Linked DNA regions of Mus musculus: region 2 is linked to region 1. A link is a contact called in public promoter capture Hi-C data. All regions are on one chromosome and are shown on one strand. Each heading gives the region's core, a stretch centred on a gene start, on an enhancer-like site or on the middle of the called end of the contact. The rest is flanking DNA. Distances are from core to core; before and after follow the strand shown. Region 1 holds the start of Cacna2d1 (calcium channel, voltage-dependent, alpha2/delta subunit 1). Region 2 overlaps Cacna2d1 (calcium channel, voltage-dependent, alpha2/delta subunit 1).

The links. Promoter capture Hi-C pulls out the DNA fragments that hold promoters and counts their contacts.
Region 2: a contact with region 1 is called in a promoter capture Hi-C map of cranial neural crest, with 3 times the contacts expected there. The contact joins the enhancer-like site here to the promoter of Cacna2d1 in region 1. A contact is called at or near these places in 1 of 39 promoter capture datasets (cranial neural crest), 8 of 484 Hi-C or Micro-C datasets (3T3-L1-derived adipocytes, cerebellar granule neurons, cerebellum and 4 more), 3 of 115 datasets of contacts at active chromatin or transcription factors (differentiating embryonic stem cells, embryonic forebrain and neural tube) and 2 of 9 other capture datasets (liver and macrophages).

What each region holds. Positions count from the first base shown.
Region 1 is chr5:15,933,160-15,936,824 of GRCm38.p6, reverse strand. It overlaps Cacna2d1 (calcium channel, voltage-dependent, alpha2/delta subunit 1), which reads right to left and starts at 2,134. Exons shown (of 39, transcript NM_001110844.1): 1 at 1,717-2,134. The coding sequence starts at 1,811. Gm3510 (a long non-coding RNA gene) reads left to right here and starts at 2,562. Exons shown (of 2, transcript XR_003955870.1): 1 at 2,562-3,665.
Region 2 is chr5:15,981,989-15,985,761 of GRCm38.p6, reverse strand. The region is part of intron 1 of Cacna2d1 (calcium channel, voltage-dependent, alpha2/delta subunit 1); the gene reads right to left. Among named protein-coding and RNA genes, the nearest start is that of Gm43000, 19 kb to the left of the region's middle. Within about 2 kb of position 2,116, at least 6 of the 459 cell types and tissues checked have an H3K27ac peak or open chromatin away from gene starts, as enhancers often do.

The sequences.
Region 1 (3,665 bases), core at 885-3,384:
GGGAAATTGAGTTACTTAATTTTGGGAAAACATTTATTGCAGATGTTCTTATGAGAAGGATTTTCTATATTAGTATTTTACTATGACATGCTAAGTGCTGTTTGTTTGTGTTTTGTGGAAGGAAGAATCCTTCCCAACTAGTAGCAATATTGGCAAATCAATTTAAAACAACACCAAAAATGTGTACACATTTATGTGCCACAACTTATTTGACTCAAAATGCATGAGAGGCACCCGAGTTCTTATGTAATAGGCCGAGCTTCAAAAGCACTAAACTATAAATAAGTGAAAGTACGATTTCTTAATAAGACTGGGTGATTTTGTAGCATCTTAAAGGGAATTCTTAGATTTCTCATGTTTAAAATTAAACAGTTGGAACGTTCTGCCAATTAAACGAAGCTCCACAGATGGCTTTTACCCTTTTGCTTCATAACAGAAAGGATATGCAATCATTTTTATGGAAGATTATCTAAAGAGAACATTACTGTAAATCAATGCCATAAATATTAGACACCCCCTTTCTCCTGGCTGGAATATGCATCTCTAGATGCTTGCACTGACAACTAAGGTGATAAATGCTCTAGGCCAAATCTTAAATAATAGCTGTCGGGTTCCAGCTAGTACGGATGCACTTCTAGTGTACCCCAAAACTCCAGGATTCAGCTCACTGCCAACAAAGGACAGCAAGTGATTCCCTGCAGCATAAAAGCCGGGAAGGCTACCTTGGGCTTTGTTTTTGTTATGTAAAATGCATTAAAGTGACTCACCCACTTAAGACTACCTACTCTGAACAGCTTTAAAGTACCTTCAAGAACCAAAATAAATGCTTTCCCAGAATGCCAGATAAGCTATTCAGCGCATTTAAAAATACGTATATGTGCCACTGACTCTGATTCCTTCTTGCACCCGAGAGAGCGAAGAATGGTTGCACTGCATCCCTTCCTGCCGTGTGACTACAGCTACCTTTCAACACTCTATTTCTAGAATAGCAACGGTTTCTTTCTCTCTTTCTCTTTTTGAAAGTTATTTTAGAAATGTTAAAAATAAGGGAAAATTGCTGGAGACTGGGGAAACAGTCCCACCCTCAAAGAATAGGGGTTCTATTCATTCTAAGAACAGGAACCGCGTGTCTGTCGGCACTTAGATGTTTCAAATAAAGGGTTGGGTAGGTTGGCTTGGGTGGCCCTTGTACCTGTGAGCACTGGGGTGGACAGCTCGCTTAGCTGCCGGGAGCGAGCTGGCTACAAACCAGGGAAGCTGTCAGGCGCTCCTAGTAATTTGGGATCTAAATGAGTTTGGACAGCACAGCAATTAGCATCCTAGAGGCCAAGTACAGGAGAAGCGCAAGCTACCGGGGTCAGCCTGAAATTAACTCTGAAATACCTAACGGAAACCCAACTTTTTCATCTGGCTGGGTTTGGTGGGAGCTGGGTATGCTCACAAAGTTTTTCCCCAAGTCCGGCTACAGTCTTCAGCTTGCAGCATCCTCGGAGACCAGGCTGAGACGCCGCCGACGGCTAGCGGACGTTCCCTGGGACGGTGCGGCCGGCCGAGGCTCGGCACGCCGGTTCCGAGCTCACTCCAGCGGCCAGCAGCGCATCACCGGGCGGCCCAGCCTCCGAGGCTCCCGGCCGCGCTCCCCGCCCCCCACCGGCAGCCCGCCCGGCATCGAGCGGGGACCCCCGCCTCCAGCCCAACCTGGGCCCGCCGACTTACGTGACGGGCGAAGGGAAGGGCTCCTCGCTCGAGGGGCCGATCAGCCCAGATTGGAAAAGTGTCAGAGTCAAGGCCAGCAGGCAGCCAGCAGCCATCTTCGCGATCGAAGATCAGTGCCCTCCCTGCCGGCCCGGAGGCGGCGGAGCTGCACGAGGCGGCTGAGGGACGGAGCCGGGGCGCCGACGTCTGCGGGAGAGCGCGCGGGGAGAAGCGGGCTGGGCACGGGCGGGCGGCCGGGCGGGCCGGGCGGGGCCGGGCGGACTCTCTAGCGCGTGGCTGCCGCTCCGTGCCACGGCTGCCTCGCCTGCGCCGCCATCAAGGGCGACTGTGGAAACAGAGCTCGGCCAGCCCGCCGGCGCCCGCGCGCTCTGGCTCCCAGCGCTCGCCTCCCTGATTTATCCGCGGTCGCCGAGGAGAGGGCGGGGGCGGGGCGGGGGCGGAGGGGGCGGCGCGGGGACGCGGCGGCTGCGGGGATGGGGGTGGCCGGAGCGGGGCTCCGGCTGCCTTCCCCGGGCGGGTCTCGGGGAGGCGGCTGTGGGTGGGCAGCGGGAGGGCCGGGCGTCAGAGCCGGGCGGGGACGGCCCGGGCGCAGCCCTCCGTACAAGGCAGGGAGGAACTCCCAAAGTCGCCGTCGCCTGCTCCCGCCGCGGGGCGTGCGGAGGCCGAGCGGACGGAGCCCGTAGGTGCTCCCCGAGGGACCACCGGCCGGCCGCGCGTATCTACCGCTCGCGCAGGCTCCTGCCGAGCACTTTGCTCGCCTCCTCCGGGTTATTTTTTGCACAATCTGGCAGGGGCCCCCAAGCCCTTCTCCCAGGCGTAGAATCCGCTGCCTGCCTAAGAATCATGAAGTGATTTAACAACAAATCTAGGAGGGGTTTGTGGTGCTTTAGAAAACGCCGCTGTGGACTCAACCAGGTGGCACTGGTTTTCATGGTGTGCCAGGGGGTTAGGGCCTTTGACAGGGCTCTAACTAATGGTGCCAGCGGCCCTACACCCACGTACAAGTAGACTTGGTTTACCTGGCGGGGGCAGATCCTCAAGGGGCGGACTCTGGGAATCATTGCAGAACAAGCTAGCAGATGCTGTAAGATGTCTTTCCTACTCGTCCATAAGAAGCAAGGCTAGAGGGTGGTTAGTGTTGCAAGGGGCTTTGGCAACATCTTAGCAAGCAACCTTCCAACTGGTTGAAAATTTTCCCGTCCTGACCACTGGACTGCTTTGTGAACAAGCTTGTTGCCTGCTGAATTCACTTTCTCAGTGTGAACACAGAGCGGAGGTTAACATCAGAAACAGGTGGCCCTCTGCAAATTGCATCTGAAATGTGGAGGAAGGGCTGGTTTTACCTCCACTCTGGGGAGAAGCAAGGCTATCTAGGGCCTTCTAGAAAGAGCAAAACAAAACAAAACAAAACCATCGGTCTTCATTTATACCTTCCCTGCCTGGCTCAGGCCACTTTCGAGGACAGACTTGGTGGGCCGCTGCTAGAAAGGCTTCATGGAACAGCCCAAATTCTTAAGCTGCTTGCAGAAGGATATGAAAACACTTTGACATGAAGTCAGAGAATACAGTTCCTGATAAGAAAAAAGACCCTCACACTAAGGCGAAGAGTCTGTAATGATGTTGTGGCTGTAAGATTATTAACCCCTTTTATAGAAGATTGTTAATCGCCCCTTTTATAGACGGGTAGATAGACCTCTACTCATTCGGAATTGATCAGACAAAGAGATGGTGATGATGGGAGTGATTGCCGACCAGCTCACAAATGTATTTGTGATTTTATGATGTTTGGCCAGGTAGGTTAGCTTTCCCGTCCCCCTTATCTCTCCCTTTTCACGACTTATTTGTTTTCTTCATGCCCTCTGCATCTCTATCATGCCCTTTGTTTCCTTCTTCCTACTCTGAGTGGCCTCACAAAGGCACCCCAGAGCGACTTAACTTAGTTTGTTTTG
Region 2 (3,773 bases), core at 867-3,366, 49 kb before region 1:
AAAGGTATAAAGTCTATTATAGGGCTGATGTTCACAAATACTTAGTGTGTTACTGAAAATAAAAGGGAGCAAATGTCTTTACAGACATTCATGCACGGAAACCTAGCACGGGGTCTGAAAACGACTTAATTCTCCTACTGCTCGACAGTCAAAATTTGACCATTCTATTACTTCTATCAACATGACAATATAATTTCTCCAACATCTTCAGTTCAGTAAAAGAACTCACTGACATTTCACCCAGTAAGCTGAAAGCCAGCCAAAGTTGTAAAAATCAACCTCTAGAAATATTTAGACATCTGCCACTTACCCCAAAGCCTTGGACAGACAATGACTCATAATTCATTCATGTTGAGTGTTTTTCTCCAACTGACAAGTTTAAAGGCAAGTATGGTTCAGTTCTGACTGAGAATGTGAGGCCACTGGTCCTTTCCAAAGGGAAAAGATAGTCCTAGAGCTACATTTCACTATCCCATGGACACTAACGGGCACAAGCCCCTGCGGTACCATCACTGCTCCGAAGGAAAACCTAACTCACCATTCAATCACTCACCCCCAGACCTCCTCGGCAGACGGAAGTCCAGAGAAGTGGAGCAGCAAATACTAGACTAAGAACAAGTCAGACTTTTCTCATGGTTATAAAAAAGAAAAAAATTCACAGAAGACATGGAATAATAAAATGAAGGGGAGGTGTGTGCATGGTCAGTGTCTAAGCATACAGAGGAAAGGCACCTCACAGACTCTAAAAGGAACGCAGTCCACGAAGCACTGCATGGGCCGCAGCCTCCATGCTGTTCAGGATCCTCATGTGAGCTGTCTGCCTTGCCACTAAACTGAATTAAGTAAATTTGATATTAATATCTACTTCACCAAAGCACACATTAATTTACCGTTTTGTTAAAAGTTCTTTAACACAAATTAATATGCCTGCCATCAGCACCTGCTATTTATAAATGCCTATTTATAATAGGACACATAGGTAACTAAAATTTAGTTATCTGAAATACTAGCTGCTAGAACAATATACAAACCCAGGTGAAGTATACTTCTACCATATATACTTCAGTTGATATCAAAATATGAAATGATAAAAGATATAGAAAACTACTTTGTGGTTATAATATATTTGTGATTTTTATTTATTCAATTCAACTAAGAATGAGAGAATTAATGCTTTGGGTGGTGAAAATGCAGGAGTATTTTGGCTTTGGTTTGGATGCCAGACCGCACTGGGTACCTTTATGTAACAGGCATGTGCTGAATCATAAACTTCTTATCTGTGACTGCATTAGAAGATACAACCAGTGGAGAGGGATAACAGTGTGATGGTGTTATGAAGGTGGAGCACTCATGATAGAATTAGGAACTTTATAAGAAAAGAATGGAATTGTTCCTTTTTATTCATAGAGGATATAATGTGAAGCAGCCTTCTTCAAGCAGGAAGATGGCCCTCACTTGAAAGTGAATGGACCAGAACCTTGGCCTTGGGCTTTCCTTCTCCAGAATGACCACATATTTCCTGTTTAAGCCTCCAGTTAACAGTGTTCTGCTATAGTAGCTCTAGGTTCTCAATAAAATTATGTTGTAAAGTATTTTGTTATTTAATTTAAACAAAATATAGTCAAGTAAAAAAGAAAATAATAATCTTTTATCCAGAAAAAAATTGTCTTAATATGAAATAATTATTGCAATTAATTCCTAACAAACACAAGAAGCTTAAAACTTATTAGTTCACTAGTGTATGAATGACAAAGATGGATGAGTAAAGAAATCATAGCTTCTAGTAACTTTAAGGAGAATATAAGGCAGAGATCAACGAAGAAGAAATCAAACAAACACATATTTTAATGACAAAATGAGCAGATATAAAGATCTTGAAGAAGAAGAAAATAGAAGGAGGAAGAGAAGAAGAAGAAAGGAGAGGGTGAAGAGGAAAAGGAGGAAGAGAATGTTGATACACCACACAAAAAAATCCTTTGGGCATGATGTAAAAATGAATTAAGGACACAGACAGAACATAAGTCACAGTAATGTATTAAAATGCTCTGTCCGCCTGTGCCCCTGCTGAATGACAGGCTCGGCACAAACGCTTTCTCCTGTGTGCACTCACAGGCTCCCTCCCCCAGGTTTACCATGACTGAGCTTCCAGACACAAGAAAGGATCTGGGGAGCACTTGCCATCGTTGGGCCACACTTGTGTCAGCCTGTGCTTTGCTCATCTTTCTTTCTGTTTCCCATGGCTGAATGTCAAAAGTAAGTAAATAAGAACCTTCCATCTTTACTGAGGCTAAAGTTCGCAGAGTCTCAAGAGGAAACAGACTGTTAACTTACATATGGAAGGAATTATATCTCTAGAGAAAGGAGGAACTCTGCCATAGAGATCTCTACTTCCATAATTCCACCAGCAACTCTCCTTGCTAGAAATGTTTCTCATGGATGCTCAGGATGAATAAATGTGCAACAGAGCTGACAGCTCTGTTGTAACTGTGTGTCTGTTACGGTATAGGGAGGACAGGCTTTACCAACAAGTTCAGAATCTCCTTGGTTTTAGTGCAAGATACATTGTTTACTTTCCAAAGAATTCATTTACACACACATAACTTTGCATATGCTATAGCAAGAAAACACCTATAAAGTTTACATTTTTCAATCCTACATGTAAGTTTGTTTTTATCTAAGAATATTCTCTAAATCTTCCATTTAGGTATAGGAGTTAGAAACACACTAGGAATAACAAAACTCAAGGTTTTTCCAGTAATTTAGGAAATGTCTTTGGTTAAAGAAATGTCTATGAACTCTTGGGTCTTTTGCAGTCTTGCACTAAGCAGAGGTTGCAGCAAAAGGCAAAATAAGGAAACAAACTCCAGGGCCCTCTGGACTTCTCTCTCTTTCTGCTCTGTTCTCCCGTGTGAATGCTGTATCAATGCAGTTGCCCAGTGTTGGGAAGTGAAGAACACAGCAGGAGCTTGCTGCACACACAGGACTTCCTAGGAGTCATGATGTCCAAGACGCAGGATGCATTTGCATACACAGTGGAGTGAAGAAATTAGCTCTTGTTTCAAATTATATTTGAGCAAACTGATCTTAACCTTCTGAAGCCAAGGGTTGTCTGGGAAAAGCAAGCTCTCTACAGTAGTACACCATGAAAGCTGCACGGGTAGAGACACCACCAAAGGGTTGCAAACGTGTCCTGCCTACTCTTGTTTGCTTGTAAAAAGGCTGAGGATTTGTTCTTGTTTGCTTATGAGGAGTTTTAACTACCAAGCAAAAGAAATTATGTCTAATAATTGTATTAACATCATCTGAATAGTCTCTTAATGTATACAGTGAAAGTGATGGCACAGTAAAGATATTATACATGATATGTTTAAAGAATAATTGTGACAGCTTATTTATTAATTATTGCACTTAAGATAGTACTTTGAGAAAAAAATAAAACATTTCACATAACTTCCACTGGCCATATATCCTTTATAAATTATTAAATGAGTTCTTGGAGTGGCTGGGGAAGGCATTTATACCATTATTCCTTCCCTAGCATCATTTGTTTTACATATAAAAAAAAAAGAAAAATGAAACAAAAAAAAAGCTTTATTTGCATTCTATCACTTGGAATGCCTATGGTTTTATTACCCTTCATAATTTAAAGCAATCTTGGGGTCAACCATAACTCCTACATCTCATTCTAAAACAGGCATTTTCTTAACTGTTAGGTTACCTAAAAATCTGAAAAGCAAAGCTTCAATTACTATCTTAGCATGGGGCAATATATA